2 separate regions of the Mus musculus genome follow, and region 1 is linked to region 2. The links are chromatin contacts, called in public Micro-C maps. All regions are on one chromosome and are shown on one strand. The core of a region is the stretch at or near the end of the contact, and the rest is flanking DNA. Distances in the headings are between cores, read along the strand shown.

Region 1 (3,973 bases), core at 813-3,312, 280 kb after region 2:
TATTTCCTCACAGGAATGGGAAGCGGAAGAACACACATGGCCACTGTAGGGGCCGATGTTTGCTCTGTGAGGTGAAATGAAGAGGTAGTCCTGAAGACCTCTTGGAGATGAATACTCTAGGTAGAGAGATGAGCCGTCACAATGCATCAAACATTTGCCAAGCAGAGACTGTGAGGGTACTGTGTAATGAATACCGAGCAGGAGTAAGTTCAGATCGGTCAGAAAACCAGCCGGGCAGGGAGGACTCCGTAGGCCAGTGTCAAATATTGAGACTTTCTAATCCAGTTAGGTATTACTTAGGATTCTGGGAAGGGAGGGGCTGGTATGGGAAGTTGTAATTGGTGCCTTTACAGGCTCTTTTATCCTGTCTGCTTAGGAGCCAGTAGGCTGTGAAAACACTTTCAGGAAAACCATATATGCCTAGCCTTTTAGGCTTTGGGGCATGGGACACAGGGAAGAAGGTTAATTTAGGTGGGAGGCAACGGACATCCCTGTCCCCTTCAATACAAGAAGGTGTGAGAACCCGGCCCAGCAGGGCTCAAAGGCTCATGCAGCCCCTTGGGGAAATTCTCCAAGGAATGAGGGGCGGTGGTAGGAGTTCAAAGAGTGGACTGTGGGCCAGAGGCCACTAGCCTGGGTTTTATTTCCATCTTTAGCAATACTCTCCTTTAGTCACCTTATTCAAGAGGCTCCATGCCTACCTTTGTAAAAAGAGAACAACTCTTCCAGCGGGCATCCACCATCACCATAGGCCCAGGTCAAGGCTTGGCGCCACAGGAAGCAGATTAAGATCTAGGCTCTAAGCAGGTTGGCAGAGTGTGTCGCTACAAAACACGGTGGCCAAGGGTGTGACCAGCTCCACCAGGGGGCGCGCGCCCCAAGTTGCCCTTCCCCATAGGCAACCGGCTCTTGGGAGCTGCCCCAGGGACACCTGCATTCTCGCCTAGCGCCCCCAGCGGTCAGAGGTGGAAGCAACGAGACCAGGCGCGCATGCCTCGGGCTCGGTCCCCATTACTCCGGTCTGGGTACCTTCCCCAGCTTCCTTCAGGCCCGAGAAGCAGTTCATCTGGGTCCGTGAGGTCAGGAACAGAAAATACATCCAGGACAGGTGGACAACTTGAGTTTGCCCAGGACAGGAAAAAGGCAGCTCAGGTGCGCTGGTCCAGGCAGACGCCATCTGTCTTTCCAGTCCCCGGGTCTGCCCTGTCGCCCGCAGCTCCTCACGGGTTAATCCCCTCGCCGCCCGCTCGCTTCTCGGTGCCAAAGAGGGTGTTGCTGGAATTCTTGTCTCCCGTAATAAGGGGGCCGAGCTGTCCCTCCAAGGAGGGGGGCATGGCGTGGATAAAAGAGGCGAAAAAGCAGGGGGCGGTTTCCAAAAATAAAACCCTTCGGTTCCCCTTCAGACGGCGGCAGTGCGGGAGCGAAGGTGCGGCAGGCTCGGGCTCGGTGCGCAGCCCGGGCAGCTCACGCCATACAGCCCTTACCTAGGAACCCCTGGACCCCCAAACGGCTGTTTCAGAGGTCCCCTAGACGGGAAGGGGCAAGTCGCCAGGCGGGTCTGTGGAGCGAACGATGGAAAGCACCTCCCCGCGAGGTCTCCGGTGCCCACAGCTCTGCAGCCACTCTGGCGCCATGAGAGCGCCGACCACCGCTCGCTGCTCCGGATGCATCCGACGGGTGCGTTGGAGGGGCTTCCTGCCACTTGTCCTGGCTGTCTTGATGGGGACAAGTCATGCCCAACGGGATTCCATAGGGAGATACGAACCAGCTAGCAGGGATGCGAATCGGTTGTGGCACCCCGTGGGCAGCCACCCCGCAGCGGCTGCAGCCAAGGTGTACAGTCTGTTCCGAGAGCCTGACGCGCCGGTCCCCGGCTTGTCGCCCTCTGAGTGGAACCAGCCGGCCCAGGGGAACCCTGGGAGGCTCGCAGAGGCCGAGGCCAGGAGGCCACCCCGAACCCAGCAGCTGCGTCGAGTCCAGCCACCTGTCCAGACTCGGAGAAGCCATCCCCGGGGCCAGCAGCAGATAGCAGCCAGGGCTGCACCTTCTGTCGCGCGCCTGGAAACCCCTCAGCGACCCGCGGCTGCACGGCGAGGGCGGCTCACCGGGTGAGCACTGAAGAGGGGATAGGGCTGGGGGCGGGGTGGAGCAAAGGGATGCGGGTATCCCGGACAGTTACGCCTTCAGTGGAGTGCGGGTCCTGTCCCTTTGTCCTCAGTAACTACTAGAGAAACCGCTCCGAGGTTCCGAAACCGGGGCTCGGACCAGCTTTCAAAAAGTTATTTTGGGGAAAATAAATCTACTATCTGTTCCCTTGGACACCAGTTCTCCCAGAACCCCGACGTTAAGCTCGTGTGCGTTTCTCACTCATTCTGTGCTGGGCTAACGAGCTGCAGTGGCTGGGTGGGCGCTCTGGGTTCTTGAGGCCCAGAGAAGGATAAACTGGCTCCGGGCGCCAGTAGGTGGAGGATCTGGGCGGGGGGGGGGGGGGGGGAGTGGGGACATCAGGGCGCGAAGACAGACGCATCTCCAGGAACGGGCTGACAGCGAAGCAGGCGCGCCAAGACAAGTGTATAGTCCGGGCTCAGGTCTGCTGGGACACGCAGAGGACTTAGGCAAGGGTTTAGGAGCTCTGTGAAAGAGAAGGCTGCCCTGACCTGTGCGAGGGACTGGGTCTGTGTTCCAGGAAGTCTAGATGTCAGCGTTGTTTGCACATTTTGAAAAGCCACGCCTCGCTCCAACTCTTCAACTTATTATTTTGCACCACTCGCTGCGGGTTCTGGACTCTGTTATCACAGGAGGTCCCCTCCCCGCCCCAACAACGCCTTGCCCAGGATTTAATGAGTTGGGGACCTCTCCTGAGTACCCAGGTGTCTCTGGAGTGAAGGCACAGGAGCCTGGCAATGCCAGACTGGGCAAGGTGCAATTGATTAGTCTAGGAGGGGCTTTGGCAGCCCTTGGCCTGAGCCTGGTTTATCTGTCCGTTGTAGTTCCAGGTAGCATTCCCGTTGCTTGTACGCCTAGTCCCACTACAGAGGATCTTCTGCCTCCTGCTCTGCACACATACTCTTCTCTTGCCTGCAACGGTCTTCTGTATCTTAGCAAAGTTCACCGTGTCTCATCCCTTCTGTGCCCTCATCCAGCTTTATGCTTTCTTATAGCATTTATTCCCCCCTCACGTATTTCTATTTCTATGTATGTGTTCAAACTTATACAAGTTCTGCTTAAGCAGGGTTTTGTTAGCTTTCATGTTCCCAGCAGATCAGTGCCTGCACGTAGCTGGCCCTCTCTGCGTCTAAATGAATTCCCTACTAACCTTTGGAGGCCTAGCCTAAAGTCTGCAGGGCATAGAGCTGAGTGCTGCCAAGTGGCTCCAGCGTAAGACCATTCAAGGAGAGTTAGCAGGACACCTGCCCCGTTTCAGCTTTCCCCTCTATTCTGACTTGTGCAGGCAACTGCATGATTACATGTGCTGAGCATGGGAGAGGGCTCGGGGACCCACAGAATACAAAACCTGCTGGAGGGCAAGCCAATGTCTTAAAATCAAGTTGGAGGCACGAGCAGTATGTGCTGGTGAATGTGTTTCTAAAAGCACAGGACAATTCTGTCAAGGGCAATGGAGCAGTACAATATAGTGAAGATGGTCAGGGAAGAGACACTGACCTGGGGCCCTAGAGCATAGACGAGGAAGGAGAGGGCCAGAGTGGCACATCTGGAGATGAGGCTGCCATGCAGGCTTAACTCAGAACTAGGGCTTTTCACCATAAGCTTTTGCCCCTGGTATAGGGGAGCCGGGGGCTGAGGCTGAGATGAAGTCTGGCTGTCATAGGGAGGGGATGGTTATGCTGCAGGCTTGTGTGTGCTTGTGTGTGTGTGTGTGTGTGTGTGTGTGTGTGTGTGTGTGTGTGTGCGCGCGCATGCATGCGCATTGCAAGGTGCTGTTAGAAGTCAGAAAGTGAAGCAAAGCAGACTG
Region 2 (3,532 bases), core at 8-2,507:
TGTGAATAAAAATGGACCTCATAGACTCATGTATTTAAATGCTTTGTGACAAGGGAGTGACACTCTTTGCTAGGATTAGAAGGGTTAGGAGGTGTGGTCTCACTGGAGGAAGTGTGTTTTCAGGTTTTGAAAGCCCATACCAGACCCAAGCTACTTCTCTTCTTCTCTCTCTTTCTCTTCTCTTCTCTTCTCTTCTCTTCTCTTCTCTTCTCTTCTCTTCTCTTCTCTTCTCTTCTCTTCTCTTCTCTTCTCTTCTCTTCTCTTCTCTCTTTTCTTCTCTCTCTCTCTCTTCTCCTCTGTCTCTCCCCCTCCCCCCTCCCTCTCCCCCTTAAGATGCTTTAGGGATGATGAGATGACCTCATGGTTGGGAGCACTGGCTGCTTGTCCAGAGGATCGGGGTTCAATTTCCTGCACCCACATGGTAGCTTAGAACTGTCTGTAAGTCCAATTTCAAGAATCGAACACCGCACACAGACATATTTGCAAGCGAAACACCAATATACATAAGATAAAAATAAATAACTCAAAAATTAAAAGGTTGTTTTATTTTAATAAAGAGATAAATCTGGGGCTGGTGACGTGGTTTAGTGCATAAGGTGCTGCCATTTGAGCCTGGTGACCTGAGTGTGATCCCCAGAGACGACAACAGCTCTGGGTGAGGAAGGGGTGTGGAGGAGGAAGAGGAGTCAGAGGAGACCGGTGTGGAAAACTACCAGAGACAAGGTCACAGCAAAGCGCAGAGTGGCTTCTGACAAGTAAGGGGGTCGGGGTCGTTTGTGCCTTTCTTGGGAATGCATTTCTGACTCCAGGTTAGGATTCGGTGCTGCTCAACTCCGAACCACTCGCCTGACCTTAGAGCCCAGGAAGCCCTGGGCAGATTGATCTGTGAAGCCATAGAGGCAGCTCTACCCTAAGCCCTAGGGCAGAGTACACACCCAACAGAGAAACATTGACTAACTGAAGTAGTGAATGAAGAAAGTCTCTTGAACGTGCTGTGGTTAAGTTTCATTGGCTTAGAGGTCTAAGGCAGCCACATCCCTGGGTGACAATAGACCTTTTCTCTCCCTGCTACACTCAGTCACCCACATCCATCCCCACTGACTCCCACTCCTGAGTTCCTGGCCTTGCAAACTCTAGGGCTTTAAGGGCTGTCAGAAGCCGAGGAGAACGATGATTGGAGGTTTATTCTAACGGGTTGAGGATGAGCTCATCCTTAGCCAATGGCTGGCAGGCACCCGGCTAGACGCCCCACCCCCGCCCCCAGGCACCTGCGGAAGGGTGGTAGGCACAGACGGAGCCTTGCAGAAGGTGAAGGGACAGCGTTGGCGGGAAGGCCCGGAGCTCTGGCACGCGGACAGGTATAGTATTTGGTCTGCTCTTGAGCCATCCTCTCAGGAGAGGAGGCTTCCCCTCCCTGCCTCAGCCCGACCTCCTTGGACGTTCCCTATAGTGATGCACCTTGTGTGCCGGGGTCGTGCACGCGCTGCTTGCTTGACGTGTATAGTCTTAGGCACGCGGCTCCGAAAGCTGGACCCGCAACTCGCAGCCCTGCGCAGCCGGCGTCGGTGCCCCAGCACAGGCCTCGAAGCTACCTATCCCGCTGGGCCTGGCAGAGCAGGAAGGCCGCCTTTCTCCATCTCCTGGCCTCCTGGCTGCTTGGATATGTGCGTTTCCTCCCCACCTCTTCCTTTATCCTGTGTCTCTTTCCTTGCCGAGGTGGAAAAGATCCAGGGAGAAAAGCTACCCCCTGGTCATTTTCCAGGGTACCCGAGACAGCAACGGTGGCTGCTAGGCTGCTGTGAGGGACAGGGACCGCACTGCTGGCTGCTTTCTCTTTGCCCCTTCCCCTCTGGCAGCCGCCACTCTTATCCCTTGGGCCATTGGGGTCACACATTGCTTGGGGAGGAGTTACTGTCAGGTCCTTGGGAGGGCGCACAGGCCCCTGGACTTCTGGGATAGCCTCCATAGGGCTGGGTCACCCTGACACTCTCGCTGAACTCCACATGAACTGGCATCTAATCTGTCAATCACCTCATCTCCCAGGGGGCTTTGATGAGCTCGCCATTCCGGCTTGGAGCCTGGGTATTGGGGGGGGGGAGTTCCCCACTTGCTGACTCAGGACCTCTCTGGGCCAAAGGTTTTGTCTGGGGAGAGGTACCCCTGAGCTGAATGGAACTTCACAAGGAAGACAGGGAGGAGGGGAGACCTGAGGTGGAGGAGAGGTGAGACCAGCTTTAAGCCAGTGTGTGACTTTGGTATGTTTACTATGCTCTTGACACTAGGTTTACTCTGTGGACACCCCTCAAAGGCAGCTGTGGGTCACAGGTACCCCCAGTTTTCCGTGCTCCGTTCATACAGCATGGTATTTGTGGAGCTGAATTTGAGTGGAAAAGAAAAGAAAGCCCCCCCCCCACACACACACACTGCTGTGTTAATCTATCATTGCCACACTGAGGTAGGACCCAGCTCAAAGACGGGACCTTACCATCGCTCGTCCCTCCAGCTTTTGGATGTGAACATCTGTCTCTCCAATGTTTAGTAGAGGAAGCTGGAGTACAGGTAGGGGTGTGGCTCCCAACACGTGTCTCCCCTAAGACCTTTGCTTCTTACAGGTCACAACAGCAGGGCCACTATGAGCCTGGTAGCCTGTGAATGTCCACCTGGACCAGGCCTGGAGCCAGAGCCCTGTTCACGAGCACGGTCCCAGGCCTGCATGTACCTGGAACAGATTCGTAACCGGGTAGCTACAGGGACAGCCGATGTGACCAAACGTGACTACCTGGTAGATGCAGCTACACAGATCCACCTGGCACTGGAGCGAGATGTCAGTGAAGACTACGAGGCTGCCTTCAACCACTACCAGAATGGTGTGGACGTGCTACTCCGCGGTGTGCATGGTATGGGTGGGAATGTGTGTGGACAGAAGGTGGACAGGAGAGGGCCAGTGGAGGGTCCTTTGTCTCTATCCATACTAGGGCATTGTGTTAACCCTGCCTGACTTCCGTGAAGGACATTTCTGAGGACTTAGATTTATTAAGGCATTTCTACCTGGCAGACCCCATTAGGTTTTCACTATATTAACTCATTCAAGTCTCACATTAATAGAAGTATATAGGAATTATTAGTATGATCATTATTATCATTTTTTGAGATAGGCCTTTCATTGTTGCCCAGGCTAATCTTCCTAGATCAGTTCCCTGATGGCTCAGGCTACAAGTGTGTGCTCTGGGCAAAAACTAATTTTCTTCTTCTCTTCCTCCTCCTCCTCTTCTTCCTCCTCCTCCTTCTTAAATTTATTTATATTATGTATATGAGTACACTGTAGCTGTTTTCAGACACACCAGAAGAGGGCATTGGATCCCATTACAGATAGTTGTGAGCCACCATGTGGCTGCTGGGAATTGAACTCAGGACCTCTGGAAGAACAGTCAGTGCTCTTGTCCTCTGAGCCATCTCTCCAGCCCTTCTTTTTTTAATGATTCATTTTTTATCTGTTTTATGTGCACTGGTGTTTTGCCTGAATGTATGTCTG

What was found. Hi-C and Micro-C count contacts between places; a contact is called where the count stands out from the background.
Region 1: a contact with region 2 is called in a Micro-C map of the HL-1 cell line, with 2.7 times the contacts expected there. The contact joins the promoter of D030025P21Rik here to the promoter of Rps6kl1 in region 2. A contact is called at or near these places in 8 of 39 promoter capture datasets (the 3T3-L1 cell line, frontonasal cranial neural crest, hematopoietic stem and progenitor cells and 4 more), 1 of 15 datasets of contacts at CTCF or cohesin (the NIH/3T3 cell line), 9 of 484 Hi-C or Micro-C datasets (the G1E-ER4 cell line, the HL-1 cell line, adipose-derived mesenchymal stem cells and 3 more) and 1 of 9 other capture datasets (adipose tissue).

What each region holds. Positions count from the first base shown.
Region 1 is chr12:84,873,891-84,877,863 of GRCm38.p6, reverse strand. It overlaps D030025P21Rik (RIKEN cDNA D030025P21 gene), which reads right to left and starts at 2,062. Exons shown (of 1, transcript NR_028577.1): 1 at 1-2,062. It overlaps Ltbp2 (latent transforming growth factor beta binding protein 2), which reads left to right and starts at 1,373. Exons shown (of 36, transcript NM_001370743.1): 1 at 1,373-2,108. The coding sequence starts at 1,633.
Region 2 is chr12:85,148,989-85,152,520 of GRCm38.p6, reverse strand. Rps6kl1 (ribosomal protein S6 kinase-like 1) reads left to right here and starts at 1,257. Exons shown (of 11, transcript NM_146244.4): 1 at 1,257-1,358; 2 at 2,613-2,897. The coding sequence starts at 2,633.